Linked DNA regions of Mus musculus: regions 2 and 3 are each linked to region 1. The links are chromatin contacts, called in public Hi-C and HiChIP or PLAC-seq maps. All regions are on one chromosome and are shown on one strand. Each heading gives the region's core, a stretch centred on a gene start, on an enhancer-like site or on the middle of the called end of the contact. The rest is flanking DNA. Distances are from core to core; before and after follow the strand shown.

Region 1 (4,747 bases), core at 863-3,362:
ACTGATGGGTCCATCATGAACAGTACAAATACCTCTTCAGTATCGGGGTGGGTCAGCTCACCACCTGCCGCCGTGCCAGCAAACACAAGCTGGGGAGACAGCAACAACAAAGCGCCAAGTGGCCCAGGAGTTTGGGGGGACTCAATAAGCTCTACTGCTGTTAACAATGCTGCTGCCACCAAGAGTGGCCATGCTTGGAGTGGGACTGTAAACCAAGAGGACAAATCACCCACCTGGGGTGAGCCTCAGAAGCCCAAATCCCAAAACTGGGGAGATGGACAAAGAGCAAACCCAGCCTGGAGCACAGGGGCAGGAGACTGGGCAGATTCATCATCTGTCCTTGGACATCTAGGGGATGGAAAGAAAAATGGATCTGGATGGGATGCTGATGGTAATAGGTCAGGGTCTGGTTGGAATGATGCCACGAGATGTGGGACCAGTGGCTGGGGCAGTGGCACAAATGCTAAGGTGAATCCAGGTACAAACTGGGGGGAGTCTCTCAAGCCTGGTCCCCAGCAGAACTGGGCTCATAAGCCCCAAGACAACAATGTGAGTAACTGGGGAGGAGCTGCTTCTGTTAAGCAGACAGGGACAGGGTGGATTGGGGGGCCACTGCCAGTCAAGCAGAAGGACAGCAGTGAGGCGACTGGCTGGGAGGAGCCTTCCCCACCCTCCATCCGACGCAAAATGGAAATTGATGATGGTACCTCAGCTTGGGGGGACCCAAGCACCTACAACAATAAAACTGTAAACATGTGGGACAGAAACAATCCAGTCATCCAGAGCAGTACCACAGCCCCTGCCACCCCCACGACCCCCACCTCGAGCAGCACCACACACCGGGCCGAGACGCCGCCTTCACACCAGGCTGGCACTCAGCTGAATCGGTCACCACTGCTCGGGCCAGGTATGCTGGGGGCCCTCTGGTCATACCATTGGTGTGTACTCCGTGCCTGTGTAAATTCTTGGACTGAAACTCTCATAGCAAATGACTAAGTGGTGTAGCTGGTTTCCAAGGGAGGAAACAAAGCAAATTCTTGTAGTTTTCCAGGGAAAAGATGTGCTGGGTGGTGTGCTCAGTACTGCCAGGGCTCCGGCCATGTTGTCCTTTTCATCATGCTTCCAACAGTGAGGGGCTAATTTTAATTTTGTTTTGACCTTAAGTTTTACTGTGCTGTACGGAACCTTTGGGCAATTGTCCTTCTTTTATAGGAGCAACTCTGAAGCCTTTCTGCCATGTGGCTATAGTTTTTGTCTGCTTAGATCACTTGTTGATGGTTCTGTGCATCTCCTTGGCCTTGGCCCAGTTGATGAAGTTTTACTTGATCGTAGACACCACCCAGTCAAGTACAAGCAAGCTCATTCTTCTGCCCTGTGCTGTGCATACAGTCTGGGGCTGCCCATGCCATAGTGCATGCAGCCTTTGCATGGCGCCCAGCACTGGTGAGGAAAGAAGCCTGGGACACCTCCTGTTATTGTGTGTTCTTTTGCAAGATGTCTTCATTGCTAGATAAAACAAGTAGTTTTCCATCCTGGCTTTTCTTTAATTGCCTTGGCACTTGATGAGATAGGCTACCAGTCCCAGAGAATCTGATGAATCTACAGCAGAGCTGTTCCACTCATAGTTTTAAAGTTCCGCCCTGAAAATGGAGCAGTCTATAAAACATGAGAGTCATTATACAAGTTGTATTTTTATTTCAGTTGCAAGTCAAATGCAAAATCGGACTGACTTATGTTTGGATTCTGTGCTCTGTAAAAGTAGAAAAGAAGATGCTGGGATGATCCAGCTGGAAGCTTAAATAGCTGTGAGAGACCAGGCCTGAGTTAAAACACGGGTGACACGGGTGGAATGCAGGTACAAAGTGCTGTGCTCCAAGCACAGAGTAAGCCTGACTCTTGACAATTGTACTCACCAAATGGCAGCACTTGTGTGTCCAATTTACAACATAACTCTATTCTGATACCAGATAAAAGCAAGGAACTAGAGGAAGCTTCAAGAGACCTGACTCACAGACTGACTTCCTGGCCTCCTGCTCTTCCTTAGCCAGGCCCCAAACCAGCCTTGTCTGTATAGTAGCATTTAGAACTCTGTCCTTGAAGCAGTATTGCAGAACTTGAGCAGTGACTGAGGTCACTGTTGTCTGTGTGCCCATTGGCAGGAGCTCTCCTCACGAGGCAGCAGCTTCCTGCAGTTGCACTTCCTGGTGGGCTTAGTGGTCGTCCTGGAAGCACTAAGCTTAGAGATGATGTGAAGGAGCTGAAGGCCCTGCTGTAACTACGTGCCATGCTGTGCGCTGAGCAGAAACTGCAGCCCCTTATCCCACTTAGCTGCACTCTGAGCCCTGTCCCATGTGCCTCTAGGATCAGGCTTAAAGTCAGGTTGCTTCTTGGTAAAGCTACTCTGTCCTGAAGACTGCTCTTCCTTGTGTGTCACAGAGTCTCAGATGTAGAGCCCTGCTTGTGGTTTTAGCTTTTCCTTCCTGTTTTGTGTGCTGAGGGGCTTGAGGGGGTAGTTCTTTATAAAAGTTTGGGGGGTGTAGTGTGCTTATGTGTGTATGTATGTTCACGTGTGTGTGGACATGAGAGGAAGCAGCTGTACATGTACATTATTACTTGTAGAGGTCAGAGGTTGATATTAGGCATCTACGGTCACATTCCGCCTTGTATACTGAGACTCAAGTAGTCCACCTAGATAACTTGCTCCATGGATCTCTTCTCCAACTCCTGAGCACTGGGATTGCAGGAGCCTAGAGTGTAGTCCTCTTGTATATATGGCAGCCACTTTACCTCCTGGCCCATCTCTCCAAGATTCTCCTGAGTTTAAATGTACCCTAAAAAACAAGAGGAGGAAGTCTTCCCACCTAGACATCTTAAGGTTTCTTCATAGTCATTCTGAGCCCAGTGTGCAGGAGAGTGTGGCCTTGGTAGAGAGGCTCAGAGAAGCTGTTAGAGTAGGGGCTGAGTGCTGGTTGACTGCCACATGTAAACTGGCTTCTGTGGCCTTGAGATAGCTTAACGGGGAAAGGTACAGGCCGCCAAGCCTTCGCATGCATTTGGTTCCTGGGACCTACATGGTGGTGGAAAGGGAGAACCGACGCCTACAAGTTGTTCCCTGACGTGCACTAGTCTTCTCTCCTCAAAAATAGGAATTGTAAAAAATTTTTAAAACAAATGTAAAGATGTTGACTTAAAATACTATTGTGGCAGTCAGCCTTCTGCACAAGAGCTGAGTGGACAGTCAGCGGCAACCTTGCTCCGTACCATCTTCTGCTCCCATTCCATGATGTATGCAGAGGACAGTTGGGAAGAGCAGGTAGGAATTGTTAAGTAATTGGACATCATGAAGAAGGTCTTACAGCAATAAGCAAGCTGCAAAGAGGCGCAAGGGCAAGTGGGACTTTTGTAGGCATCTGGACAGTGTCTAGAGGCCCCGTGAACCATGAAACAGTTCTGAGCAGAGCTTGAAGGCTTAGGCTTTAAACTAGTCATTCTCACTCAAATGTCTGCACAGGGAAGCCTGTGATGGCGGTCTGGGGGGATAGCCTCGGGGTGAAGGGGGCACTTAAAAGGAGCAGTGCCTGGGGAAGCAAACAAGTGGCTCAGAGTTGGGGGACTCAATGCTGGTGGATGGGGATGACACCAAAGTATTCACATGAAAGTTGAGATCTCAGCATAGACTTCACTAAAGAGACCACTGTGAGAAAGTAACTGAGTAAGAAATTATCGTCAACAAAAAAATTACTTGGAGGCTAGAGAGGGTAGGTGCAGTGAGCTACAGCTCCGTGAACAAATGCTTTGTTAGCGTGCCGAAGGCCCTCGGGTTCAGTTCCCAGCCCCAGAAAGAGAATGCCTCAAGTAGCAGTACTGGACACATTTAAAAGCTTATAGAAAGGGGCATGTAGAGAGATGGATCCAAATGGGAAGGCCCTCTGTTTATCAGGTGAGTGACCCACACTCCAGCCTGTAGATGAGGTAAAGGACAAGTACCCAGCCAGGCCATTAGTGGTCAAGAGCTTGAGGGTACCAACACTCTCCATGAAGGAGAGAGAAGGTGTGAGAGCAGAGATGTGAAGTCTGATTGCCCAAAAGGCTACCTGGCAGTGACATACCAAATACTAAGTAAAATCGTCCCTGGCCTGTAGGTCCCATATAGGTCCTATAGGCCAGGGAGGGAGGATGACAAGAGCCCAGGGAGGCCGTGCATGGTTAAGGGTCAAGCCTGGGCACTGAACAGCTCCTGGGTTCTGATTGGAAGATTCAGCAGCTGGGGTGGGAGGAGTGTCCTTTGTGTGTGCATTTGCACGTCACTATCCCACACGTGCTCCCCTGGTGCCTCAGTGCACCCTCTAGTATCACTTGCCACCTAGAAATTCAGGATGGATCTATCTGAGGCTCTTTGTCCTGGATAAAAGTTCTAAGTTACAGATTGTACCAAGACTCACAGATGTTGCCAGTTGGTACATAAATTTTGTGAATCAGCCTTTTTAGTGAAAAAACAATGTTCTGCTAGAAGCCTGAAAGTAGGACACAGTGGCATCGTGTGGCAGCATCCCACCAGAGTGAATGAAGGGCTGTGCTCCCAGTCACACACTTGCACCAGCCCAGAGGGCCCCGGCACTGGAACTAGCCAAAAGGTCTGGGCCAACTTCCTTCTACTGAACTCAATTATATTAACTGTCTGCTGCCTCAGCATCTGAACATCTAGTTCCTGGTTTGATTATGTGTAGGTTTATGTCTACGTGTGGGT
Region 2 (4,747 bases), core at 1,582-4,081, 420 kb after region 1:
AGCACTGCCAATGAGGGAAGGGGTTCAAGCCAGGAGCCTTGGGGCAGGAGCTGAAGTAGAGGCTGAGGAGTAACCAGGCTTAATGGCTTGCTTCTTGTGGCTTGCCCAACCTGCTTTCTTATAGAGCCCAGGACCATCAGCCCAGGTGGGTACCATCTACAGGGCGAGGGTCCCTACCACATTAATCATTAATCAAAAAAAAATGCTCAACAGATTTGGCTGTAAGCCATTTTTTTAAAAAGATTTATTTATTGATTATATGTAAGTACACTGTAGCTGTCTTCAGACACTCCAGAAGAGGGAGTCAGATCTCTTTACGGATGGTTGTGAGCCACCATGTGGTTGCTGGGATTTGAACTCTGGACCTTCGGAAGAGCAGTCGGGTGCTCTTACCCACTGAGCCATCTCACCAGCCCTGTAAGCCATTTTTATAGAAACATTTCTCAATTGGGAGAACTTGTTCCAGAGATGATGTGGGGTATCCACCAGAGAAAACCACTCAGACACGGGTTTAAGCCAATAGAAAGGTGATTATCAACCTGTGGGTCTCGACCCCCCTTTCACAGAGGTCGAATATCTGATATCCTGCATAGCAGATATTTACATTATGATTCATAATGGTAGCAAAATCACAGTTATGAAGTAGCAATGAAAATAATTTCATGGTTGGGGGTCACCACAGCCTGAGGAACTGTATTAAAGGGTCCACCATTAGGAAGGCTGAGGACCACTGCAATAGAAAGTTGTTATTAGCTAGCCAGTGACTACACTGGGTGTTTGAGATCTCAGTGTAGCCCCGAGCCTTTAGCGGGGTAAACTTTTAAGCACAAAAACCACATCCTGCGTGACAGACTTCTTCAGTTAGCAAGAACAGCTAGGTAGAAGTAGAACCAAGAAGCTAAAAAAGCAAGGTTAGTACTTTTAGAGAGGACTTTGATGGATTGGGTCTTTGTTTTTGTTTTGGCGGTGCTGAGTTTTAGGGCCTGAATGGTCCTTGCATCATGGAGTCAGTTGTGCTAAGGTCTGGGGTGCCTGTTACAAAATAACTCTAGCTTGTGTCACGTTGACTCAAAAACACAAGAACAATTGATAATCTTCCAATGACCTTCCAGGGAGGCATCTAAACACTCCCACCCCTGTAAGGGAGCTAGCTCTCAGAGAGTGTCATCATCCAATGGAGGTCACACAGCAAGCAGCCAAGCCTAGCATAGAGGCTGCTTTCTCTGACTCTAATCCAGTTCTCCAAGGATCTTGCTGAGAGGCACTATGGTGGCCAATCTTCAACATCAACTTCACTGGACTTAGATTCATTCTGGAAAAACAGCTCTGGCTGTCTCCTAGCGTGTTTCTAGGGAGGTTTAACTACTGCAGCTCAGCCTGCTGGGTAAGATCAGATGTGGAGAGGAAGGGAAGGAAGGGAAGACCCATGCTGACTGTGGGCCGTACCATCCCCTGCGATGGGGGCTTGCACTCAATAAACTGAGCTGATGATTGCCAGCACTCTATGCGTCCTGCCTGCAGCTGCACTGTGACCAGCTGCCTCATGTCCTCCCCATCAAGGTGGACTGTGCCCTCCAACATGAGGCAGATAAAGCACCCTTCCTTCCTTAACCAACCCAGTGTGTTAGCTGTACAAGTGCCCCACATGTGAGGCAAGGTGGCCACCTCAAGAACCAATGAATGAAGACACGCTGGAAGGCAGGCTTGTCAGGGTGACAGTCACCAGCCGTTCTCTGAGAGTGCATTTCTAAGGACAGTGTAGTACACAGTGCTTGCAAAGTACTCAAATGTGCTCTGGCCTTGTTAGCCTCAGCAGCCCATCCACTAGGCTATCTGTACGTGACTATCACCCAGCAGCCCATCCACTGGGCTATCTGTACGTGACTATCATCATCCCAGCAGCCCATCCACTGGGCTATCTGTACGTGACTATCACCCAGCAGCCCATCCACTGGGCTATTTGTATGTGACTATCATCATCCTAGCAGCCCATCCACAGGGCTATCTGTATATGACTATCATCATCCCAGCAGCTCATCCACTGGGCTATCTGTATGTGACTATCATCATCCTAGCAGCCCATCCACTGGGCTATCTGTACGTGACTATCATCATCCTAGCAGCCCATCCACTGGGCTATTTGTATGTGACTATCATCATCCTAGCAGCCCATCCACAGGGCTAGCCATCCCTTGGGAGGAAGAGGAAAGGGGATCAGAAGGGAGGAGTCATCCGCAACCACACAGTGAGTTTGAAGCTGGCTATGGGAGGCATGGTCTCAGAAGGGTAACAACGGACCACCGACCAGAGATGTGGTTCAATGGGTATAGACACTTGCTACTAAGCCTGATGACCTGAATTTGATCTCTGGGACCCACATGGTGGAGAAAATGGACTACTGTAAGTTGTTCTTACATAGGTATACCCATGCATACCCATGTATACCTATGTACACATACATATACCTATGCACACACAAACACACATGTATACCCATGCACACACATGCATACCCATATACACATATGTAGACTGTGCATACACATATATACACACATGTAGACCCATGCACACACATGTATACCTATGTGCGTGCATGCACACATACACATGCACACGCATGCGTGTGCACACACACACACACACACAAAACAAAGAATAATGAAGCAGCAAAGACCCGGGCTCCCTACTGGGAGTAAAGACCACAGCACTTCATCCTCTGAGCTGTTATGCTGCTGTAATTTTCTGGACCAGTGACACATGACTGGGCGTGTGGCTGTGCCTGACTCACTGCAACGCCCTTCCTCTTCCGTCAGCACGCACCACAAGGAAGGTGGTGTCCCTGTGACACTGAGATCTCTTTCCTGTTTCCACAGGAGCGCAGCTCAGTAAATCCCGAGTGACGCACACACCAATGGATTACACGCCACAGGCTCTGGCCTCTTTCACCATCCCTTCAGCTTTGCTCCGGGCACATCTGCCTAGCCGTGGCCATGTGAGTTTGCCATGTCAAGCTCACCAAACTGAGGCTCCTGGGCAAGTGACAGAGGCTCTCACAGGAAGCAAACATCAAACTGAAAGCTAGCATACACAGCGGACAGACGGCAGAGTGCCGGAGGAGGAGTGGAGGGAGGTAGCTGGAGGGCAGCCTTCAGAACACGGGTGGGGGGACTGCACACAGCAGGAAGGAGGAGAAAGGCAGGGCAGCTGGTAGGGCCTCAGGACTGACAGCGGGCATGGAGCTTTGGGCGTTACTGAGATAGCCTGGGCTCCCACACACATGGGTGTCCATGTGATCAAGGAATAAATGGGGCCTGGGGAACACAGCAGGGAGGGGTGGCACCAAGAAACATTGGCACATCAGAGACTTGGAGCTGCCTCATGTCTGAGAAGCAGAAGAGACTCAAACTTCCCAGTGGAAAACAAGAAGCAGGAGATCCACAGTAGAAGTTAAGATGCAGGCACCTCGACCACGAGACCTGCGGTGCCTTCCAACAGGAGGTGGGCGCCTACGTCCCTTGCATGTAACTTGGCCTTGTGATTTGCTGTGGACAACAAGATGCAGAGGAAGTGATGCTGGACTCAGGGTCTAGCCTCTGACTTCCCTCCACAGTGCTTGGTTCCATCCTGTCTCACCTGAGAGTCCTGTGCTGAGAGGCTGGAGACCGGTGAGACGGCAGGCATGCCTGGTATGACTGTGTGACCCAAGCTACAGTCCCGGGGGCCCTCAGATTCTCCCGAGGACACCGTGTGTACAAGGCCAGTGACTCCAGATAGGCTTGGGGTCACCTGCATTCCCAGTGCTTGCAAGGTGGGAGCATGAGCATCAGGGATCAGAAGGGTCTAGCCTAAGCTGCAGAGTGAGTTCAGGGATACCCTGGGCTACATGAGACCCTATCTTAAAAAACAAAAAGCAAAAGACTAGGTGGTGGTGTACACCTTTAAGCCTAGTACTACGGAGGAGGCAGAAGCAGGGGGATCTCTGAGTTCAAGGCCAGCCTGGTCTACAGACTTCCAGGGCAGCCAGGGCTACACAGAGAAACCCTGTCTCAGAAAAAAAAAAAAAAAAAAAGAAAGAAAGAAAGAAAGAAAGAAAAGAGGAAAAATAAAGTAAATCCATGCCCTTCCTCTATCTCATATATTCTGTATACTGTGCATATATATGATATAGTCCCAAACTTCTGTTTAAACAGGGAAGAAGCACTTGAAGTAATAATAACCATGAGAACACTAGTGTGCAGAGTCAGCACACACACACACACACACGCGCGCGCACACACACACACACACACACACACACACGGAACATTATGCAGCCCCGAAGAAGGACGTGCTGGAGCTGTACCAACTGTCTTGGAGACAGACCAAGTGATGCTGCTATACCGGAACGGTACACGCTACATGAGGTGGTTTCAGTGACTCAGGTCTAAGCAGCGCTAGACCTCAATCCTCAGTTTGGATTCTGTGATGCAGCCCCCGCTAAGGGCGGCTTTCCCATGAGGCAGAGAAAAGAGTGGCATGTGCCAGAAGCAGTCTACTGTGCTGTCAGGGCCTGGACTCTCCAGTTCTGCTGTGTGTACCTGGGTGTGGTGTCACACGCCTTTAATACCCACACTTGGGAGGCAGAGGGAGGTGGATCTCTGAGTTCGAGGCCAGACTGGTCTACAGAGTAAGTTTGAGGGCAGCCAGAGATACATATGGGGGGAGGGGTGGGGAGGGATACTGTGTGGTTTAGAAACAATAATGG
Region 3 (4,747 bases), core at 1,388-3,887, 330 kb before region 1:
CCCCAAACCCAAAGCAGTCCTTCCTGCGCTAGACCTCAGTCTACCCAGCTTCTAACGGTGTTTATTAGGTGTATTTCCACAATATCCAATGCCATTGGGCAAAGGTTTGTTTTGCCACCATTATTCTTTTTTAATGAAATATGTATTTTCAATTTTGGGGTTTTTTTTTTTTGTTTTGTTTATGTTTCTTTGGTTTTTTTGGTTTGTTTTTTTTTTTTTTTTTTTTTTTTTTTGAGACAGGGTTTCTCTGTGTATCTCTGACTTTCCTGGAACTCACTCTGTAGACCAGGCTGGCTTCAAACTCAATAATCTGCCTGCCTCTGCCTCCCAAGTACTGGGATTAAAGGCATGCACCACCACTGCCCGGCTTTTCAAATCTTTTGCCAACTTTAAATCTGAATTATAATTTATTATTATTTTAGAAATGTAATCTAGCTTCTGTAGCCCAGGCTGGCCTAGATATCAATACATATCCCAAACTGACCATCCTCCTGCCTCAGCGTCAGCCTTCCAAGTGCTGAGATTGCAGGTATGAGCCATTGTATCCAGCTTCTTTTCTTACTCGGCTGTGAGAATTATTTCCCTACCCTGGACAGAGTTTTTCAGCAGGTACGTGTTTACAAGCATTTACCCACACAGTCTGGGTTTTATGTATAATCTAAACTCTCCAAAGCGAGCAAACGCCTAATCTGAAGCTTGGTTCATAGCTTAGAAAGCTTTGGCGGTTTTAGAGCTTACGGTTACACACTGAGGTCTGTGTCTTACCCGCCGGCTTTATGGTCATACCTGGAATCAGGAATGACTGAGACATAGCACTGGCTTTATTGGGATTTTCTCTTTCACTTTCCCCCCCTAGATTTACTTATTTATTTTATTTATATGAGTAAATCGTAGCTGTCTTCAGACACACCAGAAGAGGGTATCAGATCTCATTATGGATGGTTGTGAGCCACCGTGTGGTTGTTGGGAATTGAACTCTTAATGGTGGAGCCATTGCTCCAGCCCCAGCTTTTTACTTAAAAACACAAAAACAAAAACAAAAACAACAACAACAACAACAACAAAAAACCAAAACAGGTGGCTATCCCGCAATCCCACTGCCTTTTCATGAGAATCCTGTCCTTTCCCTAGTGGAGTGTTTTGTATTTCTTTGTGGGGGAAAAACAATTACCCAGGCTGCAGTAGCTTTGAAATCTGTCTTACTGGTTATGACCAGCTTAGAATGTGATTCATCTTTCTCTGTGGTCACTTTTTTTTCACGCACCCTGGGTCCAGCTGCTGGGACTGACACCGCAGATGTCCCTGGGGTTCACATTTTACCTCTGATTCCACATATGAAGAAACCAAGTCACAGTTCCAGCTGCTACCTGGGGAAATTAGGAAGAGCCCTGGGCCAGGTGAAGCAGGTCCGTGGTCACTGATAGACTTTGGCCACAGATCAGCCTACTGGGTACTGGGTGTGTATGGAGGGCAGCCTCGATCTGGGATGTCAACCTTGTCACAGTGTGTCTCGGAGAGAGAGGAGCAGAGCAGAGCAAAGGGGAGCGGGGAGAAAGAAGGAACTACCTTTGAGAAGAGAGAGGGAAAGAAAGGGAGGGAGGAGTATGGGAGGGGGAGAGGAGGAGAGGGGAAGGGAGGGCAGAGCCCAGCACAGGCGCTTATACCCATCCTGACTCTGGTACCCTGATCAGCCGCTGTTAAAAATAGAACCCAGTCCTTGCACAGATTCTCACATGACACCCACCAAGTGCCCATTAACTCATCAAAGTGGCGATTCCAAATTGATTATCTCGAGTGTAAGACATAATAACATGTTCATCGTGGGAAGTAATTAGTGGTGGAGTGGGCCGGTGGCTTGCCGCTGCTGCCTGGTGCCTGCTCGCGACCCGCGGTCGGCTGAGCTGAGCGGAGCGGCCAGTCACGTCCTGGGGACCAAGCCATGGGGTGAGGGGGTGGGGGGAACTAGTCCTTGCTCCTCCCCCGCTGGCATCCTACGGGGACCGGTAGCTCCACGGATACGGATGCCCGGTGCTTCCGACTGGCTGAGCTTGGGATTCCGGGCTCTGCACGGTTGCCTTGGAAACCGAGTAGCTCCACCGCATTCCGCTGACAGGCGCCCCAAGCAACCCTCCCCCGCGAGAAGGTCAAGTGCCACTGGAACGCTCTTCTTGGAGTCCCAAACTTGGGGTCACATGCCACAGGGTCAGGGACCACAAGGATGGAAGTATCAGGGAGTAGGGACTGTAGGAAGGGGAATTGCTGCGACAGAGACCAAAGGGATGAGGACATCACGGGTAGGGGCTACAGGGATGGATGGACACTGCAGGGGTGGGGAAAGCAGAAACAGGGATCATGGTGATGGAGAAGTGTCTGTTCACTTGACGAGGCAGATGGAGATGATGCTGAAGGGGACCATCTCTGGAAAAATGGCTCCCAAGGGTGCATGGAGCAGGCAGCTTGTCAATGGGGGCAGAGCTCTGGAAGCATCCTGCCATCCTTCAGAGGGGGGCTTTGGTCTCGATCTGTGGCACTGCTCAGCTGGTTCACTTTGATCAGGAACCTCTTGGGGGAGGCTGGTGTACGTGCAGGGGATCCCCAGTGCTCTCAAGCCCGGGAAGCTCATTTCTTGCTGCGTTTTCTGCTGAGTTGCTCTCCGGGGTGCACTGCGTCCCCCTCCCCCAACCCCCAGGTCACATGTGCAGGTCTGCAGTGGGAGAGCACCCTCTTTGCTGGGAGCCTCCTTCTCAGCTCCTTTAGATACCTCGAATGTGCCAGCTGCTTCTGAACTCTGTCCGTTCCTGTTCTCGAGAGTCAGAAGAGACAAAACAAAACTAACCAATCAAGCAGGCAGAGACAGAGAGAGAAAGTAGAGTGGGGGGAGGGGCACTCTCTGCAGAGCTAAGATGGGTTGTACGATAGAAACTGGGGTGGCTTCATTCAGTGGCCAGGAAGGGCCACTCTGAGAAGGTGACATTGAAATTCCGTGACAAAGAGACCTCCAAGCAGACTAAGAGATAAGTCATCATTGATACATCAAGGCACTGAACTGTCTTTGAGTGGTGGGCTGGGTCCAGGGTCCAGGGTGTGAGGCTCTCCCAGGAAAGGAGCCTAGATCTGTTTCAGGGACCATGGGAGGCCCACAGAGTGACCTGATGTTATTATAAAGTGTTTAGTATGTTTAATGTATTGCTTGTGTGAGTATGTGTGTGTGTGTGTGTATGAGAGTGTGTGTGTGTGAGTGTGTATGGGTGTGTGAGTGTGTATATTCATATATGAGTGTGTATATGTGTGTGAGTATGTGTGAGTGTGTATGGTGGGGTTTACATGTGCCACAGTGCGCGTGTGGAGGGCAGAGGTCAGAGGTCAGCTCGCAGGTGTAGCTTCTATGTTTTCTCTAAGTGGGTGCTGGGAATTGAACTCGGCTCCTCAGGTGTGATGGCAGGGTGTCTTTACCTGAGGAGCCACCTCCCCAGTCCAAGGTTGTTGTTTTTAAATTGTGGTGAAATATACATGACATAAAGTTGACCATTTTAACCATTTAAGAATGTTAAATGACATTAAGTCATTAAGTGATTGAAAGTAATACGCGACCACCCCGTAAACCCTCACCAGAGCCTCGTCCATTCCTTGCTCAATGCTGACCCCGCCTCTCTCTGCCTCCCCAGCCTCGGGCAGGCCCACTCCACTCAGGATGACCCCAGGGGCTGTGAGTGGGTCCTACAGGCTGTGCCCCTTGTAACTAACTAGTTCACTGCCCCGAACTTTATCCATGCAGGGACAAGGAAAGGAGCTCACCTTCTGAATAAGTATTCAAATTCACTTATTCACTTACGGGAGAAAAGGGCTCACTGCACAGTATAAGAGCTTGCAACCTTCCTGCCGCAGCTTCCTGGGTGCAGGAATTACAGGCAGGCACCCACACCACAGAGAGTTTACCTTGGTCCAAACCAAGGCTTCAAGCAAGCACTGTACTGACTGTCCCATGTCCCCAGCCCATAATCTCACTTCCTTTCTAATCATCACACCCTTCTGTTCTGGAGAATGGTCACAGAAGCACCTTGGATCCCTGCTCTCTATGCCAGATTACTAGGGCGTGGTAGCCTGATCTCTACCCTGTCTGCACTGGGCCTCTCTGATGTCTGCCACATGTCCCAGAATTCTGTAAAATGGGTACACATCAGCAGCTGTCTCAGGGCTGTGAGACTCATTGAGACATCAGACCCCAGTGCTCAACGTAGAGGAACATATACCCAAGTTACAGCCCCCAGAAGGAAGGCAGATGCTCACCATAAAAGACTTGAAGCCCATGGCTCAGGCACAGTAAACCGACACCCTGTTGGGGAAGGCCTTGGGTAGCCCTCCTGTACCCTAGGGGCCTGGACCCAGCAGCCTCTCTGAGGACAGCCTACTGTGGCACTCTTCTGCATGCAGTGGTCTCTTTCTGTGGTAGAGGAAGCATTTCACTTCCTCTCTAGGATTTAGTGCCTTTGGTGGCTTTATATTTACAACTGGGGACAAACTAGGGCCAGAGTGCACGCCCCTCCCCCTGCGCTTACTCACAGTCCAGGGGGACCTGGAAATCTCACTGAGAAGTGGAAGGACAGTAGTGGCTTTTATTAGAGAGCTTGCCCCTCAGAGGGTCTGGTGGGAGCTTTGTCCCTTTGTACACACACACACACACACACACACACACACACACACACACACACCAGTCTCCCGGGCTCTGGGTGCCCTAGGGGAAGCCTCA

Evidence for each region. Hi-C and Micro-C count contacts between places; a contact is called where the count stands out from the background. HiChIP or PLAC-seq counts read pairs in DNA pulled down with a chosen protein or histone mark.
Region 2: a contact with region 1 is called in an H3K27ac HiChIP or PLAC-seq map of microglia, with 5 times the contacts expected there. The contact joins two enhancer-like sites. A contact is called at or near these places in 3 of 115 datasets of contacts at active chromatin or transcription factors (embryonic stem cells, memory CD8 T cells and microglia) and 1 of 9 other capture datasets (pancreatic islet).
Region 3: a contact with region 1 is called in a Hi-C map of the P5424 cell line, with 2.6 times the contacts expected there. The contact joins two enhancer-like sites. A contact is called at or near these places in 2 of 15 datasets of contacts at CTCF or cohesin (the NIH/3T3 cell line and large pre-B cells), 11 of 484 Hi-C or Micro-C datasets (the AML12 cell line, B cells, the P5424 cell line and 7 more), 9 of 115 datasets of contacts at active chromatin or transcription factors (cardiomyocytes, craniofacial prominence, embryonic basal ganglia and 6 more) and 2 of 9 other capture datasets (embryonic stem cells and pancreatic islet).

Annotation. Positions count from the first base shown.
Region 1 is chr11:117,722,644-117,727,390 of GRCm38.p6, forward strand. It overlaps Tnrc6c (trinucleotide repeat containing 6C), which reads left to right. Exons shown (of 22, transcript NM_198022.2): 5 at 1-907. Among named protein-coding and RNA genes, the nearest start is that of Tmc6, 56 kb to the right of the region's middle. Within about 2 kb of position 2,113, at least 68 of the 459 cell types and tissues checked have an H3K27ac peak or open chromatin away from gene starts, as enhancers often do. A contact at or near this core is called in the P5424 cell line and microglia, where this site is marked.
Region 2 is chr11:118,143,085-118,147,831 of GRCm38.p6, forward strand. No RefSeq gene overlaps it. Among named protein-coding and RNA genes, the nearest start is that of Gm38514, 7.7 kb to the left of the region's middle. Within about 2 kb of position 2,832, at least 204 of the 459 cell types and tissues checked have an H3K27ac peak or open chromatin away from gene starts, as enhancers often do. A contact at or near this core is called in microglia, where this site is marked.
Region 3 is chr11:117,392,649-117,397,395 of GRCm38.p6, forward strand. No RefSeq gene overlaps it. Among named protein-coding and RNA genes, the nearest start is that of Gm34128, 16 kb to the right of the region's middle. Within about 2 kb of position 2,638, at least 60 of the 459 cell types and tissues checked have an H3K27ac peak or open chromatin away from gene starts, as enhancers often do. A contact at or near this core is called in the P5424 cell line, where this site is marked.